2 separate regions of the Mus musculus genome follow, and region 2 is linked to region 1. Evidence: chromatin contacts called from public promoter capture Hi-C data. All regions are on one chromosome and are shown on one strand. The core of a region is the stretch at or near the end of the contact, and the rest is flanking DNA. Distances in the headings are between cores, read along the strand shown.

Region 1 (4,307 bases), core at 444-2,943:
CTCGCCCTGCCCCTTGCCGTCCGGCGTCCCCTGCGCCGCGAAACGGACCAACTTGTGTGCGCTCCAGGTCCCCGGCCCCAGATGCTCCCTCTGCACCGACACCTGGAGCAGCAGCGGCTGCCTCGGCCGGCTCAGCTGCTGCCAGAAGTTCACGGCCTCGGTCACGTCGAAGGCCTTCCAGCCGCTCTCGTGGATGGACACGAGCCTGAGACACAGCAGTGCGCGTCAGGCAAGGGGACTGGCAGGCTGTTAGGGAGGCCCTGAAGGAGGAGTCTGTCCCGTCCGGTACCCATCCCTATCATCTGCTGCTCCCCTCCCCCTGCATGGGCGAGTCCCTCACTTCCCAACTCCCCCAACACACGCGCGCACGTGCGCGCACACACACATCAGCAACAACAGCATCCAGCAGCATCCCCTACCTAGAGTCGATGAGGGCAGTGCGATTGGAGCCATCCTCACGGACTCTCAGCCATTCAATGGTGACCCGAGCCCGGGCACTGTGTGGGGACAGCCTCTCAAACCTCCGGAGAGCTGTTCTGGGCACAGGCTCCTGGAACAGCCGCAGCACAGCCTGCACCAGCTCGCTGTTAGGCGGCAGCCGCTGCTCCATTCCGAACACTAGCAGGTGAGTGGAGGTCTCTGACATCAGGAACCTGCCTGCCACCTCTGTGGACAAGGACAGAGTCAGCCGGGCCTCTCCAGGTATCACAAGACCTCTAGGATGGCAGAGCCACTGTACTTGAAGGAGGCCAGGACAGAGCCGTTACAGTTCTGTGCCTTTTTAAAATCTCCAGCAAGAGCTTGTTCACTAAACCTCCCCAAGCAAGCACAAAGAGCTTTGGGATCCAGAAGTAATGAAGCTGAAGAGAGTAGGGTCCTTATAGAAGCCGGGTCATGGATCTGGCTTTCTTTCTGATCCCAGCCCTAACGGGGAGAGGCTCCATTTAGGCTCCTGCATCTCACTAGCGGGCTATACTGTTCTCAGAATACTGGACGTTTTGTTTGCTTTTAACCCAAAGTAGCTTCAACCAGTAATTTACTTCAGTGTTCATAGCACAAGACACAGTTGGCCACTGTCCCAGATGGTCCTAGATAGTCACCCCAGAAGTCACACTACTGTCTCCAGAAGAACTGGGTCCTTGCTACACCTACCCATACCCTATGATCCTGTTTTGCCCTGCTCTATTCTTCTCTGAGTCTGGGTCTTGTCAGTCACTCCAGCCTGATGTATATCTCCTCCTGGCCTTGAGAGTCCTGAGGACTTGGTCACACCTCTCAACACACACACAAAGAAAGGGTCTACATCACCAGAGTGGGCATGGTCAGTCTGCCCTGTCTAGAGACCAGGGACAGCAGGAAGAGCTCACCTCGAAAATTCTGGCTGAACCTCTTGCCTCGGGAGCGGTCAGCGTGACTTCCCTGCAGCAGGGCCACATACTGGGACCTCACGTGGGTAGGGATGGCCATCTCCTCCACATCCGCGCTGTCCAGGGTGGGGGCCTGGCTGAGCTGCAGCTGCTGCAGTAGACTGCTCAGGACCTGTTCCTCGGTCATCGCTGCCCCAGGGCCAGCCAGGGGCAGTACCCAGAGTGCCCAGCAAAGCCACAGGGACTTCATGGCGCTGCCCAGGAGGAATCGTGGATATATGCGTCCCTAAAAGTGCCCTGAAAAGTTCTTGGGACCTAGACGGTCTGCTGAGGGCTGGCACTGGCCTTCTTTATAGTTGGCCCTGGGGTGGGGGGCAGGGAGGAAGGACAAGAAAGGTCACACCCCTGGGACCTCCTGGGAACTCAGCATGAGACAAGCCCCTGCGCCCTGAGGAGGGGCTGTCTAAGAAAGGACACAGAGAGCTGTCTGGAAGACACACGGACTGAGATTTCTGTCTGTGGGGTCACTGCCTCTCAACGATACTGTTCGCTCTTGTTGGAATTATCTGATAATATCACCGTCTGTTTTGTGGGATAGAGAATTCCTCGGGGCAAAAAACAGAGAGACTCTTTCACCAGTTGTTGAAGTACTATATTACCTGCATAGCCATGGCTGGGCTGAATTCTTCAGAAACGACTCTAGGTCAGGCGGACCCCAAACTTGTGATAATCCTCCTCCCATCATCCTCTGCATGCTAGAACTACAGCTGTGTATCACTATGCCAGACCTGTTTAAGACTCTGGAAGATTCTCCATGGGCCAGTGGAGGTCTAGATTTGTCCGTGGAGGAACAAAGAGGGGCAGAGTCCTGTATTCCAGCTGTCTCTGGTCAATTCCACAGATACCCCGGAGTCAAAGGAACCGTATACATCCTTCAGTACCCCCACGGGTCTGTCCAGGTTCGTCACGGTCCTCATCACACCCCACCCCTCCCATGCCAGAGGAAGACAGATGCCGCTAACTAGAGATTTTGCTAGCATAGTCTCAGGAAACATGAAGACTGCGCATGTCTCTCTGCTCTCAGAGTGCCACAGAATGTGCCTCTTCAGACAGCAACTCCTTCTGGGAGGGCTCGCCCACTAGGCTCATACCACAAGCGCTCAGGCTTGTGTCTTGCTCATACCACAGACTTAGAGACAGAAACCATCCAGAGGCCAAATCTGCCTGGAAACATGTCCAGTCCACAGCTGCAGGCACCTGACTGGCCCTACTTCTTCTAGCTCCCAGTTTACAACAGCTGGGTCTTGATACTTGGTAAATTTTATAAATTCTCAATGCCTTGTGTTTTTATTATCTAAAGGAGCAGTTGACAATGACAGAAGACCCTGTCTCAAAACAAATACATAACATATGCGCATGCAAGATACATCCTCAGCAGACATCCATCGTATGAGTGATCATGTGTGCCAGGCCCCATCCCAAGCTGGGAGTAGGGTTCCACACAGCCCTTACGAGGCAGGTTTTAGCTGCAAGTGCATCTTTCAGATGCTGGTCAGCTCACTACAGGACAAAGTCACCTGTCCTGTCACAGTATGCAGTTAGAGGAGACCTTGCGATACAGATATTTGCATCTGCCCCCTAAGGCCTCTCTGGCTCAGAGGTCTAAGTGTGTGCAGAAGGAAACCTTTCCTGTAGCCAATGAGAGGTGAACAATGGCCACAGAGGAGCTTAAGGGCCAAAGGGCCTGGTGGACAGGGATCACCTCTCTGCCTTCCCAGGAGGACACTGGCCCCTGGGTGTGTATGCGCTGTGTTCTACCTTTCTCAAACAACCCTGAGAGCAGAGAAAACCCTCTCAGGTTCAAGGGCTCTGGGTAACAGCCCAAACACACACACACACACACACACACACACACACACACACACACACGAGTGCATGCACGAGCACACATATGTACACATTCTCACGTACATATTAATATATGTAGAAGATTTATAGTAGTAAGTGGGTGGGCTCAGAACTTAGAAGAGGAACATAACTGCCGGGCAGGGTGGCGCACGCCTTTAATCCCAGCACTCGAGGGGCAGAGGCAGAATTTCTGAGTTCGAGGCCAGCCTGGTCTACAGAGTGAGTTCCAGGACAGCCAGGGCTATACAGAGAAACCCTGTCTCAAAAAAAAACCCAAAAAAAAAAAAAAAGAGAGGAGCAGAAATAACTCTGATAAGGCTAAGGGTCTAAGTCTCTAGTACAGCATTTGCAAGTCCTTGGTTTTGATCTCTACCACGTCAAAGAAAAGAAAAAAAAATCTGTCCCTAATCATAATAAATCATGCATGCAAGATGTGTGTGTGGTTTTGGGGTGTGTGTGTGTGTGTGTGTGTGTGTGTGTGTGTGTGTGTTGGCTTTGTTTTGTTTTGTGACAAGGTCTCATTATGTAGCCCAGGCTAGCCTTGAACTCAAAGTCCTCCTACCTCAGCCTCCCTGGTGCAGAGATTCTAGGCATGTACTACCATGCCTGGCATTGTTAACTCTTTATCCCTGGGGTAGACAGGGAGGTTTGCATTATTATTTCCACTTAATAGATGAAGACACCGAGGCGTAAAACTGTTACATGACCTGTCTAAGGGCAGATATTGACTGCCAAAGTTAGGGCTATTTGGATATATATGACAGAGAGTTTGGAGGGGTCACAGGATAGGCAGGCTGAAGTAAGAGGAAATATAGAAATCCAGGCAGCTGGCCCCAGAGAGGGAAGTCCCAGGGTCACAGACCTGCTTCTCAGTCATTTTTCTCTTATCTCCCACCTCTGTTTCCAAGGAAACTAGGTAATGCCCCAGAAGGACTTCAAATGTCTCATCTGGGGCTGGGGGTAGCTCAGTGTCTGGACGCTCACCTAGCATTCGAAAGGTCCTGAGTTCCATCCCCCAGCACAGAAAAACAG
Region 2 (4,582 bases), core at 942-3,441, 680 kb before region 1:
AGCCTAGGATACAGCCAAAGTTCAAGGTCAGCCTGGGCAGCTTAGTGAGACCCGTCTCAAAATTAAAGTGGCAAGAGGGCTGGAGATACAACTGGGGGTGTAGAGTGCACCTCACACCTGAGAGTCACTGGGTGTGCCCCGATGTGTGTAGTACACGCGCACATGCCGATGTAACAAGCATGAAGGCAGAGGTAACAAATACTGCCAACAGAATACAACTGTGTCCCCAAGGAGTACAAGTGTGGTGCTGGGGAAACGGCTCAGTGGGTAAAGTGTGTGCCTCAGAAGTGCAAGGACCTGAATTAGGGTCCCCAGAGCCTACATCTTAAAGAGCTGTGTGTGGTGGCCCACACTTAAAATCCCAACGATAGAAAGATGGGCGGTAGATGCAGATGGATCCCTGGAGCCCACTGAACAGCCAGTCTTGCCTCCTTGGTCAACTTCCAACCAATGAGAAGGCTTGTCTTAAAGAAAACAGAGCATGGGACTGAGCAACACCCAAGGCAGTCCTCTGACCTCCACATGCATGTACACATGTGTACTACCCTCTCCATGAACATGAAGAAACATACACGCAAGTTAGGTGTACTTGGACACAGGGGTACAGGCTTGTAATTCTAGCACTAAGGAGGCTGAGGAGGGAAGATCGGAAGTTAAAGACCAATCTTGGCTATGCAGCCAAAAAGAGGAGGGGAGAGGGCTCAGGGGAGGGGAAGGGGGAAGGAGGGGAGGGGGAAGGGGAGGGAGAAGGAAGGAAAATGTGGTTAAAATACAAAGCCATATTTTAATAGATGTCAGGAAAAAATTATCTGAACTAAAGTATTTTAAAGATCTTTGCATCGTCTGAAAGAAAATTTTAAAAATTGAGGGCTGGAGATATGGAGCAATGGTGGAGTATCTACCGAGCATGTGGAGAGCCCTGGGAAAACCTGCAGTATGGAAAGAGGGGGAAGAGAGGAGGGGAAGAGGACATAGTGGAAGGTGGGAAGAGAAACGTGGGGGGGGGGCTGACGGGGGGGCAGGACTATAACCATGCTGGGCTACAAACCTACAATTCCAGCACTTGAGAACCAAGCAAAAAAATAATTGCAGGACATTCCCCAAAGCAAAGCTTGAATTTTCCACATACTGAACACTCAGCATGTCTACAATGGCTGTCTTTACTGAGCATACACAGAGGATTTTTTCACTTGTCTGTTGCCTTTATCACCTCAATGCTACTGTGTCACGAGGTAATGACACAGAATTACATTGTATTGGGTAGATAGCGCCAGTAATCTAAATTATCTCACGTTTTCCAGAGGATGATGGGTTATATGTATAGATGAGGATATTTAGAGTTGGGCTTCATGAATCTGAGAGAGGTGGTGTCTGGGAAGCCATCCTCTTAGGGACCATGTGTTATTTGCGCACATAAGTCCTGTCACAGCTTCAGTTGTCCCACATGAGGGAAAGAATTCTCACATGAGGGACTGGTCCCATTGGAATGTCCTGCAGACCTATATGTTGGGCATTTTCTTGACTGCTAATTGATGCAGTTGGGTCCTAAGGGGATGTAGGAGAACGGTGACCACTGGGAGCAGAGCCATCGCTAGGCAACTGGACCTGCGCTGTATAAGACAGGAAAATGAACAAGTCATGAGAGGGCAGGGCAGGGTTTCTCCACGGTCTCTGTTTCAGTGCCTGCCCTGGTGTCTCTCCATGAGGGGCTATAATGTGTAAGCCCAATAAACCCTTTCCTTCCCCAAGTTACTTTCGGTAGGTGTTGAATCACAGCAACAGAGACACAAACTAGAACAAAGCGGCAGGTGCGTGACTATGTTAAACAGCAGCAAGGTTTTGCAAAGAGCAACAAACATCACTTATTTATGACTGGAAAAAAAAAGCAAGCTTTAAAATCTCGTAGTCTGGGAACGGGTCGCTGAAGCCTGGTTGATCAGTAGCAACTAGGAAACTGCTTCTCTGAGGAAGGACAGGGCTCTGAGACACTTGTGCGGGCACTCCCAAGGACCCAGGCACAGAGGCCCAGGGCAGACACCTGTTTACCTCGTTTACCTGGTATGCTGTGGCAGTCAAGGTCTCCTCCTCCCCTTCTTCCTTTTCCTGCCTCAGCACTGCATAGTCCAGGAGCATACACAGGCACAAGTTTAGAGACTACTGCCCCAGCCCCAACTCAGTAACGGTCAAGCGCCTCGTGCCTCGGGAGCCAAGGCCTTAGGAGCCCCGCAGTTGCTAGGGGCAGGCGCTGGGGCGGAGTGAGTACCGGAAGTGCTCAAGCCTGGTCCGCTGTATGGCTCAGCACAGATAAGACCTCCCTCTGACAGCCCCGCCTGCAATCTGCCAGGCAGGGCCCAAGGGGGAGATACCTATAGGTGTGAAGAGTAAGATCTGAGCGTTTGAAAGAGGGGACCTTTCATTTATGATTTACACAGACTGTGCATATGACCTACTACGGCCAAGCCTGGTGTCCACATCTCTAAATCCCGCTTGGCTAAGAGGACCACAAATGTGAGCATCAGCCTGGGCTACATTAGTGAGACCCTAGCTCAAAGAAAACAGAACACCATTAAGAGACTAATAAAAGTACTGTGAAGAGTACAAGAGGTATAGGCATTCCTAAATAATAAGGTTACATATATTCGTGAATTCCCATTTGCATGTCTTACACGGCTTTATTGACGCCCTATATTTTATTCACCTATTTATTGAGGACTTACTTATTTGTTGGTAGAGACAAAGGCAGAGAAACAGCATAGAGATGTGTTGGGTCTGTAAAATGGATGACTAATTGGGAGGGGCGAGATAATCAGCTTTCAATTTTCAATATTCATAGGGCTAAGGACGTGATCATTCCAATATGTCACAGTAAGAGATGAATTTTTTGGAGAGCTATTTGGTAAGAGAAGTTGGAGATAAGGGGACATCACTTTTAAAGGAAAAAAATTAAAATGTTATATGTAAATAAATCATATTTAGTTTAATAGAGCTATCCAGAAAGCTGAGAGAAATCTGTTTTAATAAAACAAGAGATTACATTTTAGCAGAAGAGGAGGAAAGATAGATAACAAAAAAAAGATGGCTTATGAGGAGTTTCCTGAGGTCAAGTTTCCCTCCAGCCATCATTGCCTGAGCAAATCCTGCTTCTGTTTACCCCAGTTGTGAAACTCAATCTCAGCCCTTCCCTCTCCCTCACTTCCTATCCCAATTCCAATTGTTACAACTCTGCAGATCTGTGCACAAGCAGTATGGTTAGTCTGCCATTTTCCTCTGTCTTCAATCTCTGCTGGAGGCAAAGCAGTAGGTTTTGAACTTAGACCCAGAACTTCTGAATATGAGGTGCAGAATCTCAGACCTGTTAGGAGTACTGAAGTTTTTAGAGATTCCTATCATGGATTTGTATCTTCCTATACAAATTAATTATTATTAATGGTGTGAAGAGTGACTGTACTAAGCCTCATTACTAAATCTCTCTGTATCCACTTTACGATGAGAGAAAGACAAGCCCTCAGACACTGTCTTGGTGACTGTCAACAACCACAAGTCAACTGGGAAGACAGAAGCTCAAGAAGAATTGTCTCCATCAGATTGACCTGTGACAATATCTGTGAGACATTGTTTTGATTGATGATTGATGTGGGAGGCCCAGCCCACTGTGGGTGGTGCTACCCCTAGGCAAGTGGGTCAGTAAAAACTAACCAGGACACAGAATGGTGAAAATGCTCAGTTACTCACTACATATGGTTCCAGTTAAGATCAAATAAGACAAACAGAGCTCTGGCCTCTCATTTTGGTTCTTATATAGTGACCAATAACCTGCTTGTGGTATATAGATAGAACTATTTTCCTTAAACTTATAGCCTTGGAAGGGGGCAGTTTCACTGTCTCAAGTGGCCAGGAATCATAGTGCTGAAGTACAAGAGAGGATTCCTAAGTGCTCTGATGGGCTTAGGGGGGATATGGTTTTGGGTACACTTTGCTCAAGCATGCGTTATAGCATAGTTGGCAATGAGTTCAAGGGTAATCAATCAAACATATAGGTAAAGTGTATTTAAGCAGAAACACACATAAAACAAATTCATATTGATCAGGAACCTAATCATGTATATTCCAGGCATAACGGTTTAGCATCACTAATTCAGTGTGTGCTCTGACTTTACAGGCAATTTCATGTCCATAAATAGCAAGAACCAACCATCTACAGAGTCAAACATGTGAGACTGAGTTTGCTTTGTTCTCTGCAAATATTAGGACCTGAAGGGTTATAAGTCAGCCTTTCCCAATTCTTCACTCTTAAAATATCTCAGGGAGACCTAGCAGAATTATCAGGTGGCCGATTAACAAAATACTTTATGATAAAACATGATTTGGATTTTTCATATGGCTCAGAGGTTTAAACAATTAGTATAAAAACCCTTTTTATTTTCACCTGTTGTGTCTATGTGAATGTAGTTTCCATCTCTTTTTATCTATAAAATGAAAACTAGGAGAATTTCTGATGATTCCTTCTTCAGTCTCTAAGTGATCCAGAAAATCACATTCATCCAGGGACAGGAACCACTTGATAACACACACTATTTACTTA

What was found. Promoter capture Hi-C pulls out the DNA fragments that hold promoters and counts their contacts.
Region 2: a contact with region 1 is called in a promoter capture Hi-C map of embryonic stem cells, with 2.4 times the contacts expected there. The contact joins the promoter of Dnah14 here to the promoter of Lefty2 in region 1. A contact is called at or near these places in 4 of 39 promoter capture datasets (embryonic stem cells, hippocampal neurons, neural stem cells and 1 more) and 1 of 115 datasets of contacts at active chromatin or transcription factors (embryonic stem cells).

The regions. Positions count from the first base shown.
Region 1 is chr1:180,890,494-180,894,800 of GRCm38.p6, reverse strand. It overlaps Lefty2 (left-right determination factor 2), which reads right to left and starts at 1,693. Exons shown (of 4, transcript NM_177099.4): 1 at 1,368-1,693; 2 at 420-666; 3 at 1-205. The coding sequence starts at 1,617.
Region 2 is chr1:181,574,202-181,578,783 of GRCm38.p6, reverse strand. Dnah14 (dynein, axonemal, heavy chain 14) reads right to left here and starts at 2,191. Exons shown (of 87, transcript NM_001377039.1): 1 at 2,056-2,191.